Regions from separate parts of the Gossypium hirsutum genome. Here region 1 is linked to region 2. A link is a contact called in public Hi-C data. All regions are on one chromosome and are shown on one strand. Each heading gives the region's core, a stretch centred on a gene start, on an enhancer-like site or on the middle of the called end of the contact. The rest is flanking DNA. Distances are from core to core; before and after follow the strand shown.

Evidence for each region. A called contact is a pair of places that touch in the nucleus more often than the background predicts.
Region 1: a Hi-C map of leaf shows a contact between it and region 2, with 1.7 times the contacts expected there. The contact joins the promoter of LOC107957383 here to the promoter of LOC107957377 in region 2. A contact is called at or near these places in 12 of 34 Hi-C or Micro-C datasets (anther, hypocotyl, leaf and 2 more).

Annotation. Positions count from the first base shown.
Region 1 is chrA05:39,327,515-39,331,979 of Gossypium_hirsutum_v2.1, reverse strand. It overlaps LOC107957383 (GATA transcription factor 8), which reads right to left and starts at 1,952. Exons shown (of 5, transcript XM_016892897.2): 1 at 1,763-1,952; 2 at 1,281-1,361; 3 at 883-1,140; 4 at 279-383; 5 at 1-171. The coding sequence starts at 1,107.
Region 2 is chrA05:39,197,039-39,201,483 of Gossypium_hirsutum_v2.1, reverse strand. It overlaps LOC107957377 (probable lysine-specific demethylase ELF6), which reads left to right and starts at 2,687. Exons shown (of 7, transcript XM_016892887.2): 1 at 2,687-4,445. The coding sequence starts at 4,351. It overlaps LOC107957380 (adenosine kinase 1), which reads left to right. Exons shown (of 6, transcript XM_016892889.2): 5 at 1-124; 6 at 398-882. The coding sequence ends at 540.

The DNA.
Region 1 (4,465 bases), core at 703-3,202, 130 kb before region 2:
TCCTGGAAGATGATTGAAAGTGGCCAGACGAGGACGTTTGCTTCGTGGACGTCCGCATTTCCCGGGGGCAGACGTTTCAGGACTGTGCGGCAATGGTTTCACTCCTGAACTTGAGCTGCTACTTTCAAGAACCGAAACCGGACTGCAAGTCTGGAATTGATTATTGGATCCCTGAAATTTTTTATCCAAAACAACATAAATATATGAACATTTGAAAATTGATATGCTTCCTATGAACATAACATGAACACAACACGAAACATGGACCGTTGTTCTACCTCACTGATTGAAGAGGAATCTTCTTTCTTTTTTGTCAAGCTTGCTCCACACTGAGTATCTTCAACAAATTTTGACATCCATTCCAATTGAACAATATCTTCATACTGCAATAACAAAATTACCGAAAATAATTATACGAACCCATTGAATTAAATTTTTGAGTTCTTTTAATTTTATAACTATGTTATGTGGTAATAATTAAAATAATAATTTTTTCAAAAATAGTTTCACCAAATAATTTCACCTAAGCATAGTAAAGGGAAGCACATGGCGAATCACGTGACTTCCATAATTGAAGCAATAATTACTAGTCTAAATAATGCGAAAGTCTCGAGTCTTGGGTGGACTCCACATTTCCACCCGACAATCAATATTAATAAATAAATAACCATTTTTAAATTTATATAAATTCCCAAAAAAATCAACTTTAATAAGCAAAAAATAAGATAAAATATAATTCATTTGTTATTATAAATTAACTAAATATTAATTTAATTGATAAATAATTACAAATTAATCGAATATGAATATAACATAAAAAAATAAAAATAAAAAAGCTTTTTATTATTTGATGAATAAAAACAGTAGTTACAGTACACTAACCGGAACAAAGAGTTCAGTGGAAAGCTCGGAAGCACTGTTGTTGAGAAAAACCGAGTCAGAAAAAGGTAATGACTCGGGCTGAGTTGTCAAAATAGTAGGAAACGCGGCGGCGTTGATGACGGCGGTGGAGTCGTAGGCTTCGACATCTCCGTTAGGGAAGTCGATGAGGTCATCGAAGAAGCTGCCGCAATCTATCTCATCAATGAAATCCGTTGATCCAATCATGTTTACTATATGGCACTAACAATTGAAACAAATCTGCAAACAACCAATAAAAAAAACCTGAAATTAATTCATTTTTTTAATTTTAATGTCTTAGTTAAAAGTAGCCATTACTAAATTATTGCTTTTTCGAAATTTGAGGGATAAAAGAAATTCAGAGTGATTTTGAAGCAAACCTTTGTTACTAATCAGTGAGCAAAACTTTCTGGAATTAAGAGATAATTTCCAGGAAAATGAAGTGAATTTTCTCGAGAAACCTGAAAGAAAGTTGGCAAAATTGAATTCGTCAGTATATAAATTGCTTTGAGTGTTGAAATTCAGTGAAATTCATTCATTGAATCAAATAGCAGCAGAAAGCTTCAAAATGTTTACAGTGTTTAATAAAAACCGAAACCAATAACAAAATCATACTACTTTTACTAATTCGGTTCAAATTCAATTCAATTCCTTGTCATTTCCTCCACTTTCTCAGCTACCAAACAGGAAAAGTTCACTGAGAATTCCAACAAAACTATCTTCCCACCATAGAAAAAAAACCCAATTTTCAAAAACATCCAAAAAATTCTGAAAATCTGAGCCACCAAACAAGTTCGAAAATCCAATCCTTGGAAATTAAAATTCAAACTGAATATCAAATACATGAACATTGAAACAATACCTTGATTAAGAAGGAAGGGAAGGGAAATAGGAGGAAAGTTTTGAAAGAGGGAGAGAAAAGAAAGAAAGGCTTAAATAAAAGGAGAGATTTGAAGAAGGGGGTATTAATAATGATAATAATAATTGTTATCACTTCAATTCATTGCTAGCTGTCCTTTACTTTCCCCTTGTTGTCTTGATGTTGAAGTCTTGTGTCTCCCCCTTATTGCCCCCCATGTCCCCCTTTACACTATTTTTTTACTTCATATTTTTTCTTTTTAATTATTTTAATTTTTCAAGGTTTTATTTAGCCATTTGAAATGAAAGGAGTGGTGTTGGAGTCATGCACTCATGTTAGGTTGGAAAGTTTTCACCCAATGCTCATTCTATATTCATTATTTTTTAAAAATAAATTGTCATTTTTTTATTATGATTATTATTAACATAGCAGTCTCATGAAACCTATGATAACTTATAAGCATACCATTTCTTCCCTTTAAAGACAAGAAGAGAAAGGTGTTTTGTTTTGTCTATATTTTTTTCAACAAATATATTATAATTATTAAAATGTGTTGGGGACATTTATTTATATATCTCTTTAATTCTTTGATAAAAATATATTTTTAAGACAAAAAAGAAGCATCCATTGAAATTAAGTTTTGAGTTGAAGTTGTTAACTCACTAGTTGTTCACATTTCAATCTTAATCACCAATTAGATATTTTAATATTTTAAACATACTGTTTAAAAAAATCATTGAATTAATTCATAGCTTACACTCTATTGAGTTTGACTAATTATGTGTAAAAACAAATAATTTGGTACTAGTTGATGCTCACATGATGTGCTATTGTTAGACAGTCGTATGGCAACAAATTTTCAATTTCTTTATAAATATTCATATATATTTTTCTTTAAAAGATAGTCAATTTATCATGTAATATATGAATATGTCTTTTTCAATTAGCAATTAGTTGTCACACACACATGGAGTTGATGAAGGGAAAGTCAGGGTAACCTTCCTATATTTCCATGACTAACATGTACTTTGCAATTTTGTTTACCAATGAACATCGCATGGGCAAAATGGTCAATTGAGTCAGCTTCCACATAGGGGCCTAATAACTGAGCAGATTACGGTACTGTACTTATATATTTAATAATTGGAATAATATAAATTTTAGCCCCTAAATTTGGTAATTAGTTTCACTTTGATACTTATATTTTTTTTATCTATTTTGGTACTTGAATTTGATAATTAAATTCATTTTACTCCCTAAACTTGAAAATTTTAAAAATTTAATAATGTGACACATCATCACTTGAAAATTAAAAAATTTATATAAATTTTGAAGTGATTACATGGTACAATCTTAGAGTGTCACATATAATGTTCATTAAAAATTCATAAAAAATTTTAAAATAAAAATTTTATTAAACTAGTTCAAGTTGCTTAACTATTGATTTTTGTCCCAATTTTTTTTATTGGTTTCGAACAATTTATTAACCCCTTTGCTTGGACAAGTAAACAGGTCAATTTTTGGTACAAGCGGTTCAATCAACCAATCCAGTCATATTCTAAAAACATTAGTTATATCATCAAATTTTGACGGAATCCAAGTTCAATGACCAAAATGGATCTTGTTGCCAAGTTTAGGTATCAAAATGAACAAAAAAAAAATGCAAATACCAAAGTGGACGCAGTTACCAAGCTCAAAGGCTAAAAATTATATTATATATCCATGTTTACTTTTTAATGTTACGTTATAATCATATTTAATATATCATATATTCTATATAAATTCTAATATATTTAATTATAAATGAACATAATTTGAAAAGGAAAATTATGTCGATTGAGTCTTAACTCAGTTGGTATCGATATTATTGCTAATGTAAAAGGACGTGGGTCTGAGTGCGTTGAAGCACATCATCCTCTTATTTAAATGTTAGAGAAAAACTATGGGTAGTTCTAAGTATTGTATTGAATAATAAAACTTAAAAATCGTATGCTACACTCATATGAAGGGAAATAAATAAATAAAAGAAAAACTATAAATCAACATAAATAAATTTCTCTTATGTGTATTACTCTTATCTCAAATTTTAATTATTTTTATGTTTAACAATAAGTTATTTTCAACCCTAAAAAAAAAAAGAACAATTAAGTTATTTTCAAGTGTATCATATGATCATGTGCATCGTGCGTGCAAACAAGAGACCATGTTGAATACGGGGGACCCATTTCACGCGTACACGTTGCTTTGCCAGCGTGGCAAAGGCAGAGATTCAGCGTGTCGCCAGTGGAGCCCACAACAGCGAACCAAAGCTCGCTCATCTCCAGCTAAGTTCAGTGAAGTAAAGAAGTAAGAAGATTCCGGTGAGAACTAAAAGTGTAGCAAGCACGTGATGTGGGGTAGGATGGCACGTGATTTTGCTTGGGGATCCGAACCCTAGATTACTTTTTATCCACCTGGAATAATAATTTTCTGCCACGCTGCCATTGCTGAATTTATTTAGACGAGAGTACCCTCAAAGATTTGTTTTTATTACTTTTCTAGGATCATTTTGATGTTCCTTAGATCATGTGTTGGGTGGGGCCACTTTGGAGCATCAGCCGTACACAGACAAAAATGTGATCTCAGAGACTTCGGTGGGGCCAAGTTTAGAGATGGGCCCATTTTTGCACAGTAAATATTTAATATATTTTACTTTTACCTTGTTCT
Region 2 (4,445 bases), core at 1,438-3,937:
CATAAGAGAATTACTGTTATCACTCAGGGAGCTGACCCTGTTGTGGTCGCTGAGGATGGAAAAGTGAAAAAATTCCCAGTTATCTTGTTACCGAAAGAGAAGTTGGTCGATACCAATGGAGCAGGTATATTTCTCTTCTTATGTTCTCTAAGTTCTCCAGTGAGTTGACATCGGCTACAGATTTGTATTTTCAAACTATATCAACACCAAATTTCAAAGTTTCGAGCAACAAGTACTTTGTACATTGATGCATTTTTGATTAATCGGATCAACGGGTGGGAAATAAGAACCAATTTTGTATTTCACAATTAGCTACTTTGGATGAATTTTGTTTCAGAACGTCTTATCGGCTTTGTGCTATTAATATATATCGGCGCTTCTTTTCTCTTTGTGGTAGGGGATGCATTTGTTGGTGGATTTTTGTCACAGCTAGTCCAAGAGAAGCCTATCGAAGAATGTGTCAGAGCCGGTTGCTATGCAGCAAATGTTATCATCCAAAGGTCTGGCTGCACATATCCTGAGAAACCCAGTTTCAATTAAAGAGACTTGCACTGGTTGGCTCCGCCATTTATTTTCCGGTGATCCACAGATTTTATCTTACAATATTCACACGTACCTACTATGCCAATCCGCATTGTCTACACTTCTTTGTTCTTTTTCATAGTCTTATGTACTCCATACTTGGTTGAGAAGATATGTGATGTTATTTACAAACAAGTGGTTCAACATCATTCAAAATGAACTTAACTATCTTATTCCCACTTGGATTTTTTTCAAAATATTCATCGAATATGAGTAGGATGGTACTGTCTTTCAAGTTATGAAAAAGTTTGAACAATATTCTCATTACAAGGAATGCGAAGATCAGTCTTTTCGCTTTTATGTATCAGCTTGTTGAGCTGGGAATGTTATATCCAGTTACAAATTGGTTTTTTTATTTAATTCTTTTTTGCCTCTTTTTAACTCTTCAACTTATATTTTTTTGTTAAATTACTCTAAAATTGATAGAAAAATTAATCTTTATTAATTTGACATACATGTCGATGGTATGACATCATTTAATTAATTTTTTAAAATTTAAAAATGTTAAAAATATTTTTATACTGTTTTTGAATTTTAAAAAATTTTAAAAAGTTAATTAAATACTAATAGTATTATTCATGTGATAGTTCATGTGTATCTTACATCAGTAAAATTAAAAGACATTGACTTGTCTATCTATTTTGAAAAAATAAGTTTAAGAGCTAAAAAAGATAAAAAATTTAAATAAACTTTTGTAAAGTTATAGGATTAAATAAGTCATTATATCTTTATTTTTTTTTGAAATTTTAAAATTTAAAATTTTTATTAAAATATTTTATATGATGAGATCAAACATTCAAAAGCATTGAAGTTTGTAGCATTTAGTAGAATAAATTCTTTTTAATATGGAAGAAGTAGTAGATGGAAATGTAATTTGGTACACAACTTGGCTGAGATGGTTATAAATTTATTTATTTTGACTTTTCAATGTGTCATAACCCAATGTAAATCGGTTAACTTCAAAAACCCAAATCACATCAACAAACCCAGTTGACGCATTATACAACAACATCTAATCCAATTTACATGTTTTTATAAATATAAAATCAAAAATTTCAATTCTTTTCAGTGACTTTTTTTTTAAATTTGAAATAATTTAATTCATATTAATTCTTTCTATATATATTTTAAGATAAAATTTAATATATTTCTTTTGAAATTTTTATATTCTTTAAAAAATTTATACATTTTTTAAAAATTTTCTATAATGACTTGTTTAAGGTTTGGATAATCTGTCTTACACTTCAATTAAGCTGGTTCGACCCAAATTCAATCTAAATAATAAAATATATTTTTAAATTAAATTTTAACTATCAAATATATAAAATACCAACCGAAAATTATATTTTTAATATTTTATTATTTGTAATAGTAAATGGACTTTTTGAGAGAGCTGGACCAGCACAAAAAAAAATTTGGACTTGAAAAATATTTTGAAACCGAGCTTCGGCCTAATCTAACCTATGGACACTTCTAATAAATACTAAATTGATAAAATAAGTAAATATTAAGAGTTTAATTTGTTATTATATCAATTAAAATTATATACAATTGACGAAAAATATTAATTATTGTAATTAATTATTCTTAATTTCCCATTTTCAAAATTAGCAATAATTAGATTGTTTTAACTCTTTTTTGAAGGATCAATTTGCTTCATATTAACATTAAAAGAGACCAAAAAAATATTTTTACCAAAAAACTCGTTTGTATAAATTGAATATATGGAGTTGGAATAGTAATCATAATATGTCCTTTTAAAAAAAATAGGGTCCATTGAGTTTTAACTTAATTAATATGAATATTGTTGTCAATGAAAGAAGATGTGGGTCCGAGTATGTTAAAACTTATTATTCTCTCATTTATGGGTTGGGGATAGAGGACTATTGTGTAAAAAAATAGATATGATCAAAATTTATAATAATTATTAAATAATAATAATAATATGAATAAAAATAAACTACCTAGTTGATGATGCAATTTTAAAGCAATTTCATTTTAATCATTAAACAAAATTTTGCAATTTGATAAACGCCATTAAAAAAAATTTATCGTTTTAATTCCTCAAGCTTTAAATCCTTAGTCCACTTGTTAGTCAAATCTCATTCTTTGACCAAGCTCAAACTTTTGGGCCAATCGAATTCTTTCATTCTTCTTGTTTATCTTCCTTCACACCACTCTCCCACCACTGTCAGCTTTCTTACTAAGGTCACATTCCATCGATTACCCCAACCAATCAAGATGCCATGGCTACACGATTGCCAGCTCCACCTAAACTCCCTTGCAGCTGAAAGCTCTGACCTTTACTGCTTCGCTTGCCATGTTTACTTCTTTTCTTATTTTCCTCTTATTTTTCCTATCTCCGGCTTTTTCTTTAAATTTGTGCTTCCTACTGAGCTTTTTATCTGATCTCTCATAGAAGGGTTAAGTATTATATTTGCTCAATCTATTTTGAGTATCTATGGATGCTACTTGTGTCTGTTTGAATGCAAAAGCAAAGTGGAATTCGATTTCGTTTTGTTACATTTGGAGTAAGAAATGTTAACTTTGTTCATATTCTGATTTTTTGCTTTTTTATGTGTTGTTTAATTGTTTTGGAGTTGCAGAATTCTCACCGTATATAAGTTCAAAAGTCTGTGTATATTGTATATTGTATGGTTTCTTATTTTATAAGAAGCCATGTCATTTTCAGAGCTGTGGATTCCGCCGCAGCATCTCTACATCCCAATGAAGTTCTCGGTTCCGTTCTACCTTCATTTTGGATTCTCATATTTCTAATAGAGTCGGTAGGTAAGTAAGATGACTTGCCTTTCTTTGCTGTAAATTTAATTTGGAAACACTAAATAATTTGAGAAAAGAAGAAACAATCGAAGATTTCCATGGGTTTGATGAAAAATGACTAGAAGAATAGGTGGGAGAATGGATTTGAAAGTTATAATCTGGTGTGGGAAGCAGGACATGGAAGGGTGGTGTGGTTAGCAAGAAGATGAGGAAAAAAATGGTGATGTGATGTGCCTAGTCAGGATTTAACGTTTGGCGAATAAAATGACAAAAAAAAAGAAAATCTAATGGCAGTGACCAAATTATAAAAATTTTATTTTGAGTGATCAAAATGAAAGTAGTTTAAAAGTTGAGTGATTAAGTAAGGAATTTACCCCATGAATAATAGAGGTCCCATAAGTTGAGCCAAATCCTTTTCTAACACCATAGATGTTCTTTTCATCAAATTTTATACTTCTTTTCATGCAAGTGGCCTATTATAATACACCCCAATCTTACCTCATCAAACCACCAAATATCGTACGGTCCACCCAATTTGCATCAACATCCCCCCTTGCACGTTAGCCCTTTTCCACTCTCCCCTGCTAACTTGCACCACTTCGGTTGATCAAAACCTAGCTTTCTCTCTCTCTTCTTTGCCGCTTTTTCAAAACTAATGTCAAGATTTTCAAGCGGCTTCAGGCGGTTCACCAGGTTTTAATTTTTTTTTCCTTTTCCGATTTCTTTGATAGGTATTTTCAAGCAAAAAGATTCGAACTTTTTCCCTAAACTTTGGAGTTTTATGTAGTTTCAATTGAAGGAAAAGTAGGAAACAAGAGAAACCCATGTTGGAAACGTGTTAGAACAATGGAATCTAGTGATTTTGAGAGTTGGGTTTTTGTTAATTTTCATGCCTTTTACTTTCAAACATCTACGAGCAATGTATGTTGAAGGTTAATGATTTGATTGGTTTACGTTGTTCCTTGTTGTTTAGAAATTTTGTTGTAAATGGGAAATGTGGAAATACCAAAATGGCTTAAACGGTTGCCATTGGCACCTGAATTTCGGCCAACTGATACCGAGTTTGCTGACCCTATTGCATA